2 separate regions of the Mus musculus genome follow, and region 1 is linked to region 2. A link is a contact called in public Hi-C data. All regions are on one chromosome and are shown on one strand. The core of a region is the stretch at or near the end of the contact, and the rest is flanking DNA. Distances in the headings are between cores, read along the strand shown.

Region 1 (5,205 bases), core at 1,360-3,859, 120 kb before region 2:
TAAGCATAGCTTGTTATCTGGAGCATCTTGTTTGAGATGATTTTAGGAAAAAAAAAGTATTCTCTGTAGCAATTCTGAGTTTATCAAATCATGTTTCTGACTTCTTTTCCTTCTTACATCCTTTTACTTTTTTCTGTCTTCCAACCCGGTCTCACTGTGAGTCCTTCTACCAAAGCATCATAGCTAATGGTGTTTGGGGATCCTGAACTGACTTGATAGCTAAACTCTTAACTCAAGAACACCAGGTTCTTTTCGAGAATGCTTAAAAAGGTTTCTGCTGCAACCAGCACACTTGTCTATTATTTTAAGAGATTACCAAGTTTTATTTGACCATTATAAAACATCTTCAGAATGAGATGCACTTGCCACATAACCTGCTGGCTTGACCTCAATCTCAAAAACTTATATAAAAGATGGAAGAAAAGAATCAACCCCAAAAAGTTGTCTTCTGACCTCCACTATGTTCTCTTCCTCACACATAAATAATAGTAGTAAATTGAAAGAATATTTTCTTTCTTCCTGGAGTTCAGTCATTTGACATAACTCTAACCAAGTATGAAGGGAACTCAAGAAAAGTAAAAAGACTGAACACTGTTAAAAAGAGATAAGTATGATGTTGATTTTGGCAAAGAGATTTAGTAGTTCTCTCTGCCTAGTCAAATTCCACTTCTCTGTCTCTTCCTCCTTCAAGATTATCCTTCAAAGGATTCTATTCAAAGATCCTTTCCACAAGTGATCTTACTTCTCCCCTTCAAATACTGGGGTTTGTTTCATTTGCCCCCACATACTTCTGCATACCTTGAAGGTGCATGCAAATCTGTCTATATAGTTTGTTGTTAGTGTCTCTCCTTACTTTAGGAAGGGCTGTGTTGAGCTATCTTGTTTTATTCTGGATCTCTAGATAGCATAGTATCAGAAAAATACATTTGCTAAATAGTTGCCCAAACAAGAGGTCACAAACATCAAGGAGAGAAATGCAGTCTATGAGTCACATAGACATTTTCATTCCAAAGATAATCTATCTACAATGACAAACATTCTGGATCCTGAGTAACCACCATCTATCTTCACAAGCATTACAAAACTTTCACTGCTGTTTCTATAGTTATGTGAAAAGCTCATTCTGGTCAAGTGTCCATGTGGCACACTTTACATACAGACAGCTTCACAATATGTATACAATAAAAACATACAAGTAACACTTAAATCACAGGATTAAGTAACACTTAAAAACACAGCACAATGTAAACCTGGCAGAGTTGAAATAGCCAGTGCCCCGAGTCCATGCAAGCCTTACACAAATCCTTTCTTTGTAGGACATTTGGCAAACATTCACTAGCAGTATATATGGCTGTGATATTCAACAACACTTTTTGTTCTAACTTCCAATAATTGGTTTAGAAAACCATTTAGTGAAGACTTCAATTATAGTATAATGTGAGCCACATCTTCCAGTAAACAAACTGATATTTGAGAACTGCTTCCTAGCTTTGGTTAGGTATGAGATCTCATTATCCTAAACTTCCCAACAAGCCCTGAGGTCATTAATACTATCTTGAACATTACTGACCAGAGCAGCCACTTGCAGCATTTATTATCACTGCAGTTATAACAGTGAAACAGATATAAAAACAGAATCAGACCTAAGGTCATCTTATTTCTACAATAAAACAGAAGCATCAATTGTCACACCAAATAATTGTATTAATTTACATTCTATTATTTGTAATTGTCCTTGATTCTAATTTACAGATTTAATTTATACTTGTAAATAAACCCAAAACATTAAGTTTTACATTTTCTAGTTTCATGTTTACAATTTAAGGAATAGTGTGAAAAATTGTTTTGCACTTTTCATTTCAAAGAGGTCTACATATGATGAAATTTTGAAAAACGCCAATGCTGAAGGGCTTCTCTTACTAGTCTTTAACAAGAAAGGTCACTAGACAATATAAACATCCTATAACACAATGCTTAGCCAGGCAAGGGTTTATGTCTTGAGGGAATTTTAAAATTCCATTTTTCCAAACTAAATCAGATGACTGAATATAGGATTGCTATTATATGATGTACAGGCTGGTTTTGTGTGTCCACTTGACACAAGCTAGAGTCATCACAGAGAAAGAAGCCTCAGTTGAGGAAATGCCTACATGAGATCCAGCATATTCTCAATTAGTGATCAATAGGGGAGGGCCCAGCCCATTTGAGTGGTACCATCCCTGAGCTGGTGGTCCTCAGTTCTATAAGAACAAACCAGGGAAGCAAGCCAGTAAGCAGCACTCCTCTAAGAGCTCTTGCATCAGCTCCTGCCTCCAGGTTCCAGCCCTGCTTGAGTTCCTGTTCTAACTTCCTCCAATGATGGATTGTGATCTGGAAATGTAAGCCAAACTTCTGTTTTGGCCATGGTGTTTCGTCTCAGTAATAGAAACCCTGACTGAGACATATGACATAGTAAAATAGTTTATGTAAATTAAACAGAAACAGATTCTCATGAACATATATCTTAATTCTCATTTCTTACAAGTTGAAGTCTGTAAGCTAAGTGTGTAGTGCACACTTTTAATTCTAGTGCTTAGAAGGCAGAGGCAAGAGAATCCAAAATTCCAAAATAGCCTGAATTACATACACAGTAAGATTGCTTCTTAAAAAAAAAAAAAATCAGGGGTTAGGGACGTAGTCAGTGGTAATGCCTGGCATGTGCAAGACCTTGGTTTCAAAACTCAGCACTTTATCTCCCCCTAAAATTATAACTGACTTTATTATTAAATAGATCTGGGTTATCTCATTCCTATTTTTAATTTTAATGTTTTTCCTTTATGTGTATGTTTCAGTGCCTCTGTGTGTATGTCATGTGCATATGGTGCCTGGGGAGGCCAGACGAGAGGGTTATAGGCTGTTGTGCACACCTGATATGGGTACTGGGAACAGAACTTAGTCCTCTGACAGAATAGCATGTGTTTGTGTGTTCTTAACCAATGAGCCATCTCTCCAGCCTCCCCCTCTCTCCTCTTTTATTAAAATAGGGCTTTGGGCTGGCAACTCCCAAAATTGTCTTTTGAACTCTACACACACACAGTACACACAAATAATTTTTTAAAGTAAAAGTGAGGCTGGGGGCTGGAGAGATGGCTCAGTGGGTAAGAGCACCCGACTGCTCTTCCAAAGGTCAGGAGTTCAAATCCCAGCAACCACATGGTGGCTCACAACCATCCGTAATGAGATCTGACTCCCTCTTCTGGGGTGTCTGAGGACAGCTACAGTGTACTTACATATAATAAATAAATAAATAAATCTTAAAAAAAAAAAAAGTGAGGCTGGCAAAATGCTCAGTAGCTCTTTGCCACTTCCCACCAAGCCTGGGGACCTGAGTTTGATCACCAGAACCCACATGGTAGATGGAGAAACTGACTCTTAAGTTGTCCTCTGACTGACATACATGTACAGTGGGGTACATTTTCTCTTATAAGTACTACATCCCAAATAAAAATGTAATTAAAATATCTTTAATTAAACTAGGTCTTGTTTCCATTTTTAAACATTTTAAGCTAGTATACAAAGTAATGGATGTTATTATTGCATTGTTACACATATGTATCATTACAATATATTGCAATTCACCCATGTCCTCTCCTCATCACCTTTCCCTTTACAAATAGTCTCTTTTTATGTCTTATGTATTCCAGTGCATTCTAAAGTAAGATCCTTCACATCCTGACAGTCCCTGTTCTAGATCTATCATACACACAGTTAAATCCAGGTCTCACATGAGAGAAAACAGCATCTGTCATTCTGTGTCTGGTTTACTTCATTTAACATGATTTATAGTTCTATCCATTTTCCTAAATTGATACTGCTGAACAAAATTCCACTGTATACATGGACTATGTTTATGTGCATTTATCTGCTGATGGACATCTAAGTGGTTACATTCTCTGGCTGTTATGAACAGTGAAACTATAAGCATGAATGTTCAAGTATGTAAGTGCATTTTTTAAAGTGGCAGTTTTTCTTTATCCCTGACTAGCTCCCAAATGAATGAGACATTGTAAGATTTATTTAATTAGCTTTACAACACAATAACCTGGCACTCATTGATCTGTTCTAATCATCTAAGCTAATGTGGTTACTTCCCAGCCAAAATCCCTGAGATATTTGCATTTTAGTATTGGTCTGTTTCTGGGCTCTAGGTGTTTTTCCCTGGTGTCTCTCCAAACTTCTACGTAGTACCAAGTCCCTTCTTTCCCACTCTTCTTACCCCTACCCTCACTCCTTCCCCTGGCTGGAAGAAGCCCAGCCCTATTGTCTCTTCTGTGCAGGCACTGGCTGATTGACAAGTCAGAGAATAAATGGAGAGCTATGTTTATACAAACTTGAAATAGGAGATACTTAGAATAAGCATTATAATGCCATGTCCAGATTGTGATAAGATATGGTGGCAGAGAAACCAGCATTTGAATAATACAAGAATAATTTTATACACTATACAGTAACATTATGCCTACACAAGTATTTCTGTTATCCTGGCTAGCTTTGTGTCATCTTTTATGCTGACACAGCTAGAGTCATCAGAGAATAGAAAACCTCAACTGAAAAAAAAATGCCTCCATAAGACCAGCGATTGATGTGGGAAGGCTTAGCCCAGTGTGGGTGGGCCATCCTTAGGCTGGTGGTTCTAGCTTCTATAAGCAAGAAGGCTGAGCAAGCCATGTGGAGTAAGCCAGTAAGCAGCACTCCTCCATGGCCTCTGCATCAGCTCCTGACTCTAGCTTCCTGACCTATTTTGAGTTCCTATCCTGCCTTACTGATGCCTGGATGATGAATAGCGATGTAAAAGCATAAAATCCTTTCCTCCCCAACTTGGTTGTGGTGTTTTATCACAGCAACATTCACCCTACCTAAGACAAAAACTGGTACCAAGAGTGGGGTCTAAAGAAACAGAAGTATAAGGATGAGTATTTTAAGTATCTGAAATAGGCTCAGATACTTAACTTCAGTGACTAACACAGTCACTGAAGCTCTCCTAGGAGCTCAGAGAGTACTGAAAACCCACGGTATGAACAGTTTACAAACTTAAACTTGATTATCCTGATTCACCAGTTGGAAGAGGTAACAGATTTGGTGATTCTATATAAAACTTTTGACAAACTGTGGAAAAATAAGGAAAATTATGATGTTGGATGATTGTTCCTAGGATCTCTTAATTAA
Region 2 (5,637 bases), core at 192-2,691:
GGATCCTGGATGGAAAGATATCCCGAAGGTCCAGACTAGTGGACCACCACTTTGACCCATGCCTGTGGCTTTAGGGGACAGATAGCCAAGGCCTCTCTTGTACCTGTGTCCTGTGCCCGCTCACTTTCAAAGGACAGGCACATCTAACTGCCCTTAGTCTCTGACCTCACCACCCCCAACTGCCAACCACCAAATCACCTGATTGCTTCCTGCCTCCTGCTCCCCTGGCTGAGAACCTCCACATTTCAAATTGCCCTCTCCATTGCCACTCAGAAACACGCTGACAAAATCAATGGATGCTTTCCAGACCCTTGCTCACTGGAACTTTTAAAAAGATCTGACATGTCCATGGCCACCCATGTTCACCTGGACCTGGATTCAGCCTGGACCTGTGCCCCTGTACCCAGGCCAGACTCCTCTGTCCTTTCTCCATTTAGGCCAAAGCAGTTGTTCTAGAATCCTAATCCTATGAAGATCTCTCCACCCTCTCCTTTCAATGGCTGCAACTTCACTATAGGTTGTCAGGCTGCCCAGCAGAAGCCTTCATGTACTGGGCCTCTCCAGATCCATCTTCTCAGCTTTAGGTGACATCAGGATGTCCCCCCCATTCCCCTGCAGACCCCAAAGGCACCCTGTACTTCATCAGTTCTTGTGTGGCCTCTGGGTCTTTGCTCCTCTAACCCTCACCTATAACATCTACCTATGCCATTGGCCTGGATACTTCCCTCAGACTCTCAGGTTCACCTTCTACCTTTCTGAACCCCTTTTCTATACTCACAAGTTGTTTTGGGGACTTCTATGTCCCTTAATCATTGTGTCTTGGGAACTCAGCCTATCCTATTGACCATCAGTCCTGGCTAGCAGGACCAGTGCCTGGTGTGGCACAATGCTCTACAAGCCTCTCCCAGTGAGTGAATGCCCTGCAGCCAGTTGCTCGTGCCCACCTGGATTCGCCCCATAGTATTGCTACTCTGCATTGTGTAGACAGGAGGCTAGTGCCTGCTTCTACCAGGAACAAGCCCTAGCAGGGGAAGTATGCTTAAGCTACTCACCGGAGTGTCCACTTCCCTGATGCTCTGGGTAAACATGGCCAGGGTGGGGCTCCCAGTGGGCATACTGCCATTCTCTGCTTCCAGGACAGTGGTGACAGGCACACTGGCCTCCCCAGTTGCTGTTGCTGATAACCCCTGAAAACAGGACATGGTGAGAGACCCTGCTGTTGGTCCCTTAGCTCTGATCAACAAGCCTATGGCTGGAGAGAACTGAGTACCTGGGTCTTCCACCTACATACACCCTGCCAGCTGACATCCCTGCAGCTCCCTGACCTTAGGAACCTCCACATTTGTGACTTCACCACAGAAGTCTCAGACCAGTCCCAGACTTGCAAAATCCAGGGGACAGAGGACATCTCCGAGACATTGATGTCTCACATTTCATGCCAACGTCTGTTTACACACTGGGTGACCATAGGTCACTGATTCCTGAGTCAGCTGGCTCCAGCTCTGGACACTGTTTAGACACACAGACCTCCTGTGACCACTCCTGTACATCTATCCAGACATAAGTATAATGACATTGCTCTTGTGGTTTCAGCTATGTGCAGGCAGGACTCTGTCCCCAGTGCACGCCAGTGCTAACCTGCCTTTCTCTCTTTCTCTGTCATTTAGTTTCCTCTGGGAAAAGAAAAGATGTCTACAAGGTCTCAGAACAAATGGGGAAATGGAACAGCTGTAGCTGCCGGTGTCATAAAATGCCACATATTTGCCAGGAACGATGGTGCACACATTTAACCCCTGCACACAGGAGATAGAGACAGGCAAATTTCTGTGAGGTTGAAGACAGTAGCCTGGTCTATATAGTGGTTTACATAGGATGTGGGGATGGCATGTTATTTTTGTTTTCTAGGGTTTCATGTGGGGTGAATTAGGTCTGAGTGCACATGTGTATATGGTCATGTTCATGTATGTATGAGCGCATGGGAGTCTTCACCCATGGCTCTCCGCCTTATTTTTGAGACAGCGTCTCTTGCTAACTCTGGAGCTTACCAGTTCTAGGAGGCTGAATGGCTACCAAGCGTCTAGGATCCTTTTACCTGACTCCCTGGCACTCATACTGGGGTAACAGACCCGTCACTGCCACCAGCTCTTTCATGGGCTGAGTATCCACACTCAGGCCTTCATGCGTGAGTGTACACAAATCATGTGTGTGTGTACACAAATGCTGGAGTTGAGAAGATGGTGCTCTGCCCCTATCAGATCAAGCCATTTCTCAAACTGGCTTTGTAAAGATGAAAGACAATTGCTAAGGAGGGCGTGGGCAAGCCTGCAGTTGACCCTGTCCTGTCCTGCGGTCTTCATAAGGATCCCATACATCATGAGCATGCTACATTTGTATTTATCGCCAATCATGGGTGAAGACAAGCTGGGGTGGTTTCTCCTCCACCCTCGCTGGTGTGTCCCTGGAGCTTGACCACTGTGCTCTTTCCATACCACAGGACATCAGTCCTGGTGACATTCAACTAAGACCTCTCCATGAACACCCCCCCCCCGTTAGGCTATCGAATAAAGTTTACCACTCATTCACTCACCTGACCATCAGTGACGTTCAACAAGGCTCCATCCCCTGAACCATCATCAGTACCAGGGTCCCCATCCATCGCATGGACCTCCAGCGTATCATTCAGGATCTCACCAGACCCTACAGGGAGCAGAAATTGTGATGTCAATAACTATGCTTTGCAGTCTCGGAAGAGAACACGGCAACTTTGTACATAGTAACTTGGGAAGATGTCAATGACTCCGAGATAGAGGACCAGGAGGGAAGAGGCAGCCTAGAGAACGGGACAAGGACCTAGGGCCTGGTGGCTTCCATCATGCGTGCTGGCACCTCTTGCTGCCTGAAATCATGCTTTGCCATGCCCCAGAATGTGACGTGGGGCAGATACTTAACCTGTGTCCCAAGTTCCTCCATCTATGAGTGGGGATCATGATTCCTACCTCGGAGGGTAGAAACTATTCTGATGACTCTGTATTATCCGACCGAGATGATTTGAGGAAAGTGTACTGGACAGTGCCAGGCACATAGCAAGTCACTCACAAATACTCATTAGCATTGGAGTTCTATACTCACGGAAGAGAAAGGTGACTACCTATGCGTGCACGTGTTTTCTATCATTCTGTGTGATTATTCTATTACATATGTATGCTATGTAGTAAATATTACCTAGCACACATATTGTTTGTGTAGGTGTTTAAATAATTATGTGCATATACCGCTAAATCACAGTGCTGAATGTTGGCTTCTTCCAGATTACAGGAGTGGAAAGAGAAGAGATTATCATTTCGTCGTCGGTCTCACCGCTGTTCCTACAACCCTATGAAGACTGAATACACATTTGTGGAGAGGGCTCTGAATGGCTATTCGCTGTGCCACCAACCTCCTGCCAGACCAGATTTCCTCATTCTCAGCTTCCTTGATAACACTCCAAGGCAGGTATCTTGCTCTAATCACAACTTTAAAATAGTAATAATAATTATTATTAATTACTAGTATTAGTAGTAGTGTTAAAGACTTAGCATTGGATGTCCTGCAAGCTAAGAAGTACTCTATTACTACGCTGTATCTCTGGCCCTCTTTGTGCGTGTGCGTGTGCGGGTGCGGGTGTTTTATTTTGAGAAAGGGTTTCACTAAGTTGCCTAGACTGGCCTTGAACTTATGATATATTCCTGTTGTCGTCTCCTAATTGGCTGGGATTACAGGCCTGTGCTACCAAATCTGTCTTATCCTGATTACCCTTCTGCAGAGGAGCAAAATCACAGCAAAAGTAGTGACTGGGAGCAGCTGGTAAGACAGACAAGCTTGTCTCCATGCAAGACTTTCTTCATACGTGTAGCATTCACATGTCCCCTCACATCTTCAGCAGCCCCTGTGTGACCACTGAGAACTCCAGGAGTGTTCTGTCCCGCATTGGCCTGTGCTTGGATCCTCCCTGCTCTGACCACCAGGGGGTGCTATACAAGCAGCTACCCTGGCTGGAGCTGGGGCAGACACTGTCAGAAAGCCTCAATTATCAGAGAGCCAGGCAGATGGTACTTGGGCTACAGGCTTCCTTCTCTCCACCATCCGGGCTGTTAACTCACCAAGAAAAGGAGCACTTGGGCTAGCTCTGGGTTTCCCTCTGGCCGTCTGTCAGCTAGATGAGGAGCAAAGCTGTTACTGGGTATCGGTGAGAGGCTCTTCTCAGGTGGAAGTCTCGGCCTCCATTTAGATCTTGCCTTCTCAGACTGGAAAAGCCACCCTGCCTATTGCCCTACTCAGACCAACACAACAGTATCCATGCCTGATGATGTTTCTGTGTTGCTAGGAGCATGGAAACCACAGTGCAGCCTACCCTCTCATTCACCAGGAAGCATGGATGGTTACAATTCACCAACGAGAATTAAGAAAGGTTGCAATCTCAGCCATGCCCCAATGCAAATAGGCAACCGCGGAGGGCTTCTCTCAAAGCTGGCTGGCATTCCTTCTGCCCTCCCGGCTTCCTACTGCCACATCTTCAAGACTCCTTAGTTTCATTGTAACATTATTAAATTATTTATAATTTCCCTGTCTAGTCCTCTTGGTGTCTTACCCATAGACTCCCCAAGTTCCGTTGTTAAAATAACTCTCATTAGCCAATGGCAGAAGCAAAGAGATCAAGAACACTACTACCGTAAAAGATGTTTTGAAACACAGAAGTTAAACAGCGAGAATCAAAACCACCTGCAGTCCTACCCCACACTGGATGTTGTACCAAATGGCTAATGCATCCCCCAAACATGCGAATAACATGTGCTCATAGCGTTGGCTTTAGTAGTTTTGAAATCCACTCTTATGGTGAAGGCTCCACAGCATGTCTTTAACTCATCAGCTCATCCCCATCACGTGGATACAGGACATTGTGTTTGCTTAACAAATCCTTGCTACAGGCAATTTGGATGAACAGTGCTGCTGGAAATCACCTTGCCTCTACATCTCAGAGCTCTGGCCTTTGCTGCAGCTAGGGCTACACGAAACGGTATCCTCAGGCCACGGGTGCATGTCAGTCTGCTGCTTAGGGGGAGTCACAGATGTTCTCTGGGCTTTTGCTTGTGCACTGCAGTGGCGGCGGGGGGGGGGGGGGGCAGAAGCAGAGGAGCAGCAGGAAGGGATCTGAGGCTTGCTTTCGGTTGTCATTTACCCACTGGGTGACCCATGCCTGTTTCTAGCCATCAGTTAGCTGACCAGATCCTCTGAGATCCAGAACGTAGGTAGCAGAAATCAGAACAAGTGGAGATTCGGAGATGGGGCTGTGAGCTTGTGAACACACTCCCTGGCCTTTTCCAGGGGTTGACTTTTTCCACTGGTAAAATTGCAGCTAGCTCTACTGACTAGATGGCACCGTGGAACTGGAGAAGTATGTACACACTCGGCACACAGTAGGTACACAATTAGCTGCAATGCTTCTTTTAAGCTTTCCTATAGAGAAAGCAGAGGGAAGTCTGAAGAGGGTTTCAAGCTCAGACATTGGAGAGCAAGTGCCAGCTCTGTTGCTAACGGGCCATACAGTCTTGGAGGGGCTACCTGATTTCTCTGTGACTCAGTTTCCCTTGAAGGGAGAAG

The links. Hi-C and Micro-C count contacts between places; a contact is called where the count stands out from the background.
Region 1: a contact with region 2 is called in a Hi-C map of bone marrow-derived macrophages, with 53 read pairs. The contact joins two enhancer-like sites. A contact is called at or near these places in 6 of 484 Hi-C or Micro-C datasets (the MC3T3-E1 cell line, MC3T3-E1-derived osteoblasts, bone marrow-derived macrophages and 3 more), 5 of 115 datasets of contacts at active chromatin or transcription factors (the HPC-7 cell line, the SCID.adh cell line, microglia and 2 more) and 3 of 9 other capture datasets (adipose tissue, liver and pancreatic islet).

What each region holds. Positions count from the first base shown.
Region 1 is chr4:47,376,040-47,381,244 of GRCm38.p6, reverse strand. The region is part of intron 1 of Tgfbr1 (transforming growth factor, beta receptor I); the gene reads right to left. It also overlaps a transcript of Gm32435 not described here. Among named protein-coding and RNA genes, the nearest start is that of Gm32435, 4.1 kb to the right of the region's middle. Within about 2 kb of position 2,609, at least 3 of the 459 cell types and tissues checked have an H3K27ac peak or open chromatin away from gene starts, as enhancers often do. A contact at or near this core is called in bone marrow-derived macrophages, where this site is marked.
Region 2 is chr4:47,254,220-47,259,856 of GRCm38.p6, reverse strand. Col15a1 (collagen, type XV, alpha 1) reads right to left here. Exons shown (of 40, transcript NM_009928.3): 7 at 2,588-2,697; 8 at 1,053-1,187; 9 at 1-5. Among named protein-coding and RNA genes, the nearest start is that of Gm52733, 5.0 kb to the right of the region's middle. Within about 2 kb of position 1,441, at least 18 of the 459 cell types and tissues checked have an H3K27ac peak or open chromatin away from gene starts, as enhancers often do. A contact at or near this core is called in bone marrow-derived macrophages, where this site is marked.